Regions from separate parts of the Sus scrofa genome. Here region 1 is linked to region 2. The links are chromatin contacts, called in public HiChIP or PLAC-seq maps. All regions are on one chromosome and are shown on one strand. The core of a region is the stretch at or near the end of the contact, and the rest is flanking DNA. Distances in the headings are between cores, read along the strand shown. Region 1 has its middle 51 kb from the start of ACSL1. Region 2 overlaps IRF2 (interferon regulatory factor 2).

Region 1 (3,717 bases), core at 505-3,004, 370 kb after region 2:
ACTTTAAACTATAGAAAACACAAAATAATGGTGTTTGGCAAAGAGCTCTCTATGGTTCTTCTAGATCCATAATTCTTTGTCCGATGTGCAGATTTTTATCTCTATATTTCCCTCTACTGCAGACACTGAACTTTCCTACCTCAGGGCCTTTGCACATGCTGTTCGCTCTGCTTGGAATGGCCTTGCTCTTAATCGTCACATGGACAGCTCCTCCCCATGTGTTAGGCCCCAATTTCATCTTTTCAAAGATCACTTTGTGAAAGCTAAGCGTCTCTGTTAGTCTTTGCTTCCTTCCCAGATTTTATCATAATTTCCAGGTTTTTATCTGAAACTGTAAGCTTTGTAAAGCAGGGAACAGTGTCTGTCTTATATCTCTAGGGTCTAGCACCTGGGAAGCAGTGGGTTCGCATAAGGATATGTTGAATGAATTGATGAAAAAGTTCTTTCATTCTACCATATTCTAATTTCTTGAGTTGAATGGGAGGTGGCATAGTAACCTCTAAGGTCCCCGTTTCTGGCACAGACAACAGCTGCGTCTTGTCCAGGACCAACTTGGCACACTCTCCCCCTGACCCCACAAACCCATTTTCAGGGGAGGGGAGTGCTTGCACTTGTGTTGCTGCAACATGTACGTGATTGCAGGCTGTGGTGGCGGGTTTTGGAGGCAGTTAATCCTGTTTCCAAATCTGGATATTTCAGAGATGTCGCTGCCCAAGACACTTGCTTTTCTGCCTGGATATAATTTTTGCAAAAATGATAATTATTCATAGCAATTTACACAACTGCCATACAATTCTGCTGGGACGAAAGTAGCAGCGTTGACAAGAAGCTTGCCAATTATGTATTATTTTGGGCCCCTTTGGCACAAATCTATTCTCCGACGGACCAACAGTGATCTTCCTTTGGGCCTTTTCCTTTCTGTGATCCCCCCCCCGACTTCTGCTTTTAAATTGAACTTTGGTGGCTACAGCTAGCTTAATTTAGGAGTTACCGCAGAGAGCCTAGCGCCTTGCTCAAGCACTGACTCATCTCTCCATTCATTTTATCAATGACATCAGCCCAGGCTGGAAATAAATGCTGAGGAAAAGCCAGTTAGTGGGAACAGACAAAGTTTTTTTAATTGTTTAACTGGGCTCTGCAAATTAAGAGTTATCTTGAAAAGGTTTTCAAGGTCATCATTGAATCAAATGTTCTCTTGCCTTCCCGCTGATGTTTAGACCTCCAAGGATGCCGTAGAACAATGGAACACGGAGCGCTGGCTGAGCTGTAGACAAGATTCACTCCAAAAACTCATTTTGCTGGCCCAGATGGTGGGGCGGCTTGCCTGCAGCACAGGGCCCGGTTGTGCCGGAGGTGGGGACTGAAACCCTGGTCCGAGGTGCCCCAGTGCAGCCTTGGCAGCTCGTCTGCCCCTCACCGTGCAGCCCAAGCCCTTCATGTTCACCCGGCTCATCTCCATGCCTGCCCATCAGCGTGGGTCGGGGGGAGGCTTGGTGCAGAGGAAGCAACCTATTCGCTTTCTATTGCTGGGGCTGCTGCCACAGAGCACCGCACTGGCGGCTCACGGTTCTGCAGGCCTGAAGCCCAAGACACATCGGGTGCTGGTGGGCTGGCTGCTTCTTGGGGCTGGAATGGGGGATCTGCTCCAGGCTGCTCTCCCAGCTTCTGGTGGCCCTGGGTTCCTTGGCTATGCGAGCATAGCCCCAGTGTCTGACTCCACCCTCACATGGCCTCTTCCCCTGTGTGTCTTCACGTCACCTTCCCTCTGTCTCACGTCCAGATTTCCCCTTTTTATAAAAGACATCAGTCTTCCTGGAATAGGGCCCACCCTTATTTTCACTTGAATTTCTCTGTAGAGAACCTATTTCCACACAGGGCCACCTTCTACTGGGGGACATCCTATCTCTTTTGGGGGGAACACAATTCACCTCATAACATCACCTAATCCCTTTGCTCTGTCAGCTGAACTGCGAGACTACTATCGGCCAGGGGTGAAGAGGGCGAAGACAGATAATGAAACAATAGCTGAGGGGCGTCTTTCTTAACCCAGGTGGAGCTAAAACACAGAAGCAGATGCCAGGGGAAATTGAAAAGCTTTGGCATTACAATCCGGGTTCTTGTTATTTGCTTTCAACATTCTCCCTGACCAAGTTTTCTAGCATTTAGATATCAATTCATCACAATTTACTGAGCACATACCATGGGCAAGGCACTCTTCTAGGGGCTGGATACCCAGCAATGGACAAAACAAAACAGTAACTCTGGCCCGCGTGGGGTTTACGTTCTAGTTGCTAGAGAGAAACCTAAATAGGTCAGATGACAGTACGTGTTGCCAGGAGAAACAAAGCAAGGAAGGGGGAGAGGGCTAAGGGAGAGGAGTAACACAAGTTTAGCTTAGACAGCGAGGGAAGAGCTTCCTGAGGAGGCGACACTTGACAAGACCTAAAGGAGCTGGGAGAGGCCAGCTCTGGGGGAAAAGTAGGCGAGGCAGAAGGAACCGCAGTTACAAAGGCCCTGACATTGGAGGGTGCCCAGAGCACCTGGGGACCAGCAAGGAGGCCAGCACGACTGCAGCAAAGGGAGTGAGGGGAAGGGCAGGAGGAGCTGAGCCTCCGGTGGGTGTAGGCAAGTGCTCGGGACCACAGGCCTTAGAGGATGTGTAAGGACACTGGCTTTTCACTCTGAGCAATGGCAGCCAATGATGAGTTTTGTGGGTTTTGTTTTGTTTTGGTTTTGGTTTTTGTGGTTTTTTTGTTTTGGTTTTTTTTTTTTTTTGTCTTTTTGCTATTTCTTTGGGCTGCTCCCGCGGCATGTGGAGGTTCCCAGGCTAGGGGTCCAATCGGAGCTGTAGTCGCCAGCCTACGCCAGAGCCACAGCAACACGGGATCCGAGCCGAGTCTGCAACCTACACCACAGCTCACGGCAACACCAGATCCTTAACCCACTGAGCAAGGCCAGGGATCGAACCCGCAACCTCATGGTTCCTAGTTGGATTCATTAACCACTGCGCCACGACGGGAACTCCTGTTTTGTTTGTTTTTTAGGGCCGCACTCATGGTATATGGAGGTTTCCAGACTGGGGTCAAATCAGAAAATCACCAGAGCTACAGCTGCCGGCCTACACCACAGCCCAGCAACGCAGTATCCGAGCTGTGTCTGTGACCTACACCACAGCTCACGGCAATGCTGGATCCGTAACCCACTGAGCGAGGCCAGGGATCGAACCCGAAACCTCATGGTTCCTAGTTGGATTCGTTTCCACTGTGCCACAATGGGAACTCCAGCCAATGACAAGTTTTGAGTAAAGGAGTGACATGCTCTGACTTGCATTTTAAAAGAATGCCTTTTGGAGTTCCCATCGTGGCGCAGCACAAATGAGTCAGACTAGGAACCATGAGGATGCAGATTTGATCCCTGGCCTCACTCAGCGGGTTAAGGATCTGGCATTGCTGTGAGCTGTGGTGCTGTGGTGTAGGTCGCAGACATGGCTGCGATCTGGCATTGCTGTGGCTGTGGTGTAGGCCGGCAGCTGTAGCTCCAATTAGACCCCTAGCCCGAGAACCTCCACATGCTGCTGGTGCAGCCCTAAAAAGCAAAAATAAACAAACAAACAAGCAAACAAGCAAATAAAAATTAAAATTAAAAAAAAAAAGAAAAGAATGTCTTTGGCTGGTGCACTGAGACAGACGTGAGGGCAGCAGGGGTGGCAAGAGGGAG
Region 2 (4,127 bases), core at 762-3,261:
AGTTGCTTCCTCGGGTCAGGAACAGTCCAGGGACTTTAAGTCCCCCAGGCCTACAGGTACAGAAAGAAAACCTAGAGCCAGGCTGTGGTTGCATTTCCCAACACTTTCTGTTTTGTTCGGTCTCTGTGCTGAGGGAGGAGCAACTAAGAATACAAGCCACCCCCAAGCAAGGATGGAACAAAAAGACAGTGAGCTGTCTGGGGCTTTTCCTAAAAGAGGAAGTCTTTTGACCCTGTATGACCCCAGGGCTGCAATGATGAAAACTGTGTGTGTGCATGCGCGTGAGCGTGCCTGAAATGCCTGAGCAAAACTTTGCAAAACCATCATACCTCTATTTGACATGCCTTCTGGTGACGTCAGCGACCCCTGAAGCACCCCCCTCCCCCAGCAGGCTGCCAAGGGAGTAACCGCGCAGAAAAGGCAACAGCGTGAACTCTACAGCCTGGTTCTAAATCCCAGCTCTATCACTTATTAGCTGTGTGGCCTTGGGTAAGTTATGAAGCCCATCTGTTCCTATAAGGCTTTGCAAGGATTAGATAAGTAACCATGTAAAATGTCTAGCATAGTCTAGAACAGTACATCTCACATGTACTTTGGGTCACAGGCACAAATTTTCCAAACCATAGGTATCAAAAATTTTTAAAGGATATTTTTGACCCTCACCATGGGTCAGATGTTTCCTAAGCAATTTAACCATGTATGAAACATATTTTCTAACAAAAATAAATAAACTTTTTTAAAAATTGAAAAACACTACAGTGATCTCAATCTGTTACATATATAAATGTAATATTCTAGTAAAAAACCAATTAAGAAGATAAGAACGCTGTGTGAAGTTGTACAAATAAATTACTTTCCGGATACATCTAAATTATGAAAAACCTAAAAGCATTTTTGAAAAATCCATCACTTTTTAAAACAGTTTTTTCTAGAAGAATTCATAGAAGGCAGTAAGGACCAAAAAGGGTAGACTGACTTTTAAGAAAACATTTCATAAATGTGAAATCACACTGGGTCCGCTGGGTGTGTTTGGCCCCAGACCCAGGTACCTAGGTAGCATCAGATTCTGCAATTCAGCAAAGCAAGAACCATGGACAGATTTCAAAGCATATGGACTCAGGCTCATACCGCACGTTCAAACCTTCTTTCCATATGGAAAATGGGAAAAAGAAGCAACCCTATTTTTCCCTGAATCAGCGTGTCCTCTGAGCACTTGCCTTTGCAGTAAAGTCTGAAAGACATGACTTCTTTTGGGAGTTAAGTGGGAAGTTCATTTCAGACTGTCCATCTTTGCATGAAGAGGTGGGTATCCCTGGAGCCATTCAGCTAAGTCGGCAGTACGAAAGCCCAGAAAAGACATCTCAGGCCTCAGGTACACTGAGAAAGTACAGAAAAAGGCAAATAAGATGGTGCCTGTGAGAACTGCGGACAGCAAAGTGGATCACTGAGATACTACACAGGGAAGCCTGGGGACGAGGAACACGGCAGGAGGTGGACAGGATCCGAATTATCTCAGTTGTTTTCAGCCCCCAAATCACTGTGTACCTGCCACGGCCTTGTGATTCTCTATGACCGACCATGGCTATGTCTGTCCCACCGGGACCACAGGAAAGACAAGAGGACGTGAGGAGAAAGAAGATGGCCATGCTTCAGTACTTACGTTTGAAAAGTCAAGTAACAGGGATTCTTAGAAGGGCCGGCATACTGGAACCTTCTAAGAAAAACTATTTACATAAAATGACAAAGTTATTTACTGCCATCTGATTTCAGCTCCATTCGGGGCCAACGATGTTGAAAACCAATGACTTCCCCAAAGATAGAAGCCTAAAAATGGTTTGCTCTGAAAATGGCTGGCATTGAAGGGCGTGGCCTGGCTCCCCCACCCCGCCCGCCGCCCGTCCCCCCCATGAGAATGATCGACTCCCTCCCTCATTCCACATCCACAGGGTCCCTGACAGCTTCCTTCTTGCTGCTACTTTTCCTGAGGGGATTTCCTTTGAGCTGTCCCCTCAGCCACTAAACTCTCTGTAAAGATTCTCCTCCTCCTCTTCTTCTTCCCCTTTCTTCTTCTTCTTCTATACTTATTATACTACTTATTATCATATACGTCATTATAGAGCCATTCCGTTCAGCTCTTGATGTTCAAATCGAGTTGAGATCCAACACACAAACTATAACCGTAGGCGCTCGTGATTCTACTCCTACAAGACGCCATCCTGATTACCAATGAATTCCAACTGGAAACAAGAGCCAAAACCGCTACTCACTCTAAAGACAACACGACCTCTGAATCAAGAACACATCTCTCCTCTACAGGGTGCATAAACGTCTTCAAATAATTTTAAAAGATACTCACTGCCATTAAACGAGTTCCAAATGGCACCTGGAAATTGGGTTTGTTCCACTCCATTGTCACCATATCCTCCTCTCTGCCAACCCCTTCCTGGACCACACTGGTTTCCATCCCCCTTTGCTGAAGCCGAAGGTGCGGAGAGAGCTGAGGTCTCGCGTCAAGCACACCTGACTAGACTGTCACCACTCACAACCTGTAACTTCTCCAAGTCTTAGTCTCTTCATCTATAAACAGAGATCTTAAGCAACTTGGCAGAGCTACTGTGAGGAAGAAATAGATAAAGGGCAGCTTCTCTCAAGAGGAAAAGTATGGGGCATGATTGCTTGGGCATCCCCTGAGATTTCCCCAGAGAAATTCCGGAGAGCAGAGCCAGTGCCCCACCTGAGAGCAGGGTGGACACAGCCAGATTCTTCACAAGGAGCAGGCGGGCACCCAGGGTCCGAGTTCTGGAATATGAGCGTTATCTCCAGCTTGCACGGGGCTGGCCAGATTAACCTTCCCAAACGTCTTAGCACCAGGCTCAAAACCCTGCAGTGGCTTCCCGGGTCCACTGAATAAAATCTGGACTCTTAGTCATCGTTAACTCAGCCCATGTCTCACTTTTTGAGTTCTTATCCCTCAGACGCCTTTCACCTTCTAAACTCAAGCAAAGCTCACAGCTTTCCTAACCCTAACCCTAACCCTAACCTGTGAACAGTCCTTGTGAGCAGGAATGGCTTCTGACTGCTCTTTAGACTTCCCCAGATATCAAGTACAGTACCTTGCACGTGATGCTATGTAATAATTATGTATTGATGAGGAAATAGAGGAATCCTTCCTGGAGAACCTTCTGGGAGCAGGGGATAGGCTGGAAAAGGCAGATGTTATGAACCATGTGTTGTGATGGATAAAACTTAAGATGAACAAGTGATAAACAAGTGGGAGGGTGGGGGATGATGACAAAAAAGCATGCAACCTAAAAAAGAATAATTTTACTCTTTTTGTGACCTTTCCCAGGTGAACCGAGTTAAGCATCTTCACAAACCTTTGAGTTACATTTATTTAACATTTCATTCAAAAAATCTTATGGAGCCAAGCAAGTTCTGTGAAAAGCTCTTTGGGAGATAAAAAGATGATGAGGACGTGATCTCTCTTCTCAAAAGGGCTCCATTTTTGGAATTCCCACTGTGGCTCAGCAGGTTAAGCATCCAACATAGTATCCATGAGGATTTGGGTTCAATCCCTGGCCTTGCCCCAGTAGGTTAAGGGATTAGTGTTGCCACAAGCTGCGGTGTGGGTCACTATTGCTGTGGCTGCAGCTGCAGCTCTAATTCGATCCCTAGCCTGAGAACTTCCATATGCCCGTAAAAAGAAAAAAAAAAAAAAGCCACGCTGTAGTGATGGGGACAGGAACATAAGCAACCAACTCTAAAACAAGGCAGCGGGTCCTGAAGGTGATACTAGAGAAACAAACCAAAGATGATAAAACTTGCCAGGATGCACCTCCCCTTACAACACATCCCACGATCACTGAACTCAACCAGCTCATTCAACACAACACAACTGGTTCTTGGTTCATTCTCTGCATCAAACTCACCCCAGTCATTCCACCTTCACAATCACAGGACCCTGCTTATTATAAAGGCAGGGGTTTTGGAACATATTTGTGGGGAGTTTATTATGTCAAAGCCTGGAAGAGAGAAAACACTGGGGGGCTTCAAAGAAGAAGGGGCATGTGAAGCGGGCCTGGAAAGGCAGGGGATTCTCTGGCAGAAAGGAAGGAAAAACATTCCAA

Evidence for each region. HiChIP or PLAC-seq counts read pairs in DNA pulled down with a chosen protein or histone mark.
Region 1: a contact with region 2 is called in an H3K27ac HiChIP or PLAC-seq map of alveolar macrophages. The contact joins two enhancer-like sites. A contact is called at or near these places in 1 of 47 Hi-C or Micro-C datasets (liver) and 1 of 2 datasets of contacts at active chromatin or transcription factors (alveolar macrophages).

The regions. Positions count from the first base shown.
Region 1 is chr15:45,981,962-45,985,678 of Sscrofa11.1, forward strand. No RefSeq gene overlaps it. Among named protein-coding and RNA genes, the nearest start is that of ACSL1, 51 kb to the left of the region's middle. Within about 2 kb of position 1,755, at least 3 of the 83 cell types and tissues checked have an H3K27ac peak or open chromatin away from gene starts, as enhancers often do. A contact at or near this core is called in alveolar macrophages, where this site is marked.
Region 2 is chr15:45,613,115-45,617,241 of Sscrofa11.1, forward strand. The region is part of intron 4 of IRF2 (interferon regulatory factor 2); the gene reads right to left. Among named protein-coding and RNA genes, the nearest start is that of IRF2, 78 kb to the right of the region's middle. Within about 2 kb of position 2,012, at least 1 of the 83 cell types and tissues checked has an H3K27ac peak or open chromatin away from gene starts, as enhancers often do. A contact at or near this core is called in alveolar macrophages, where this site is marked.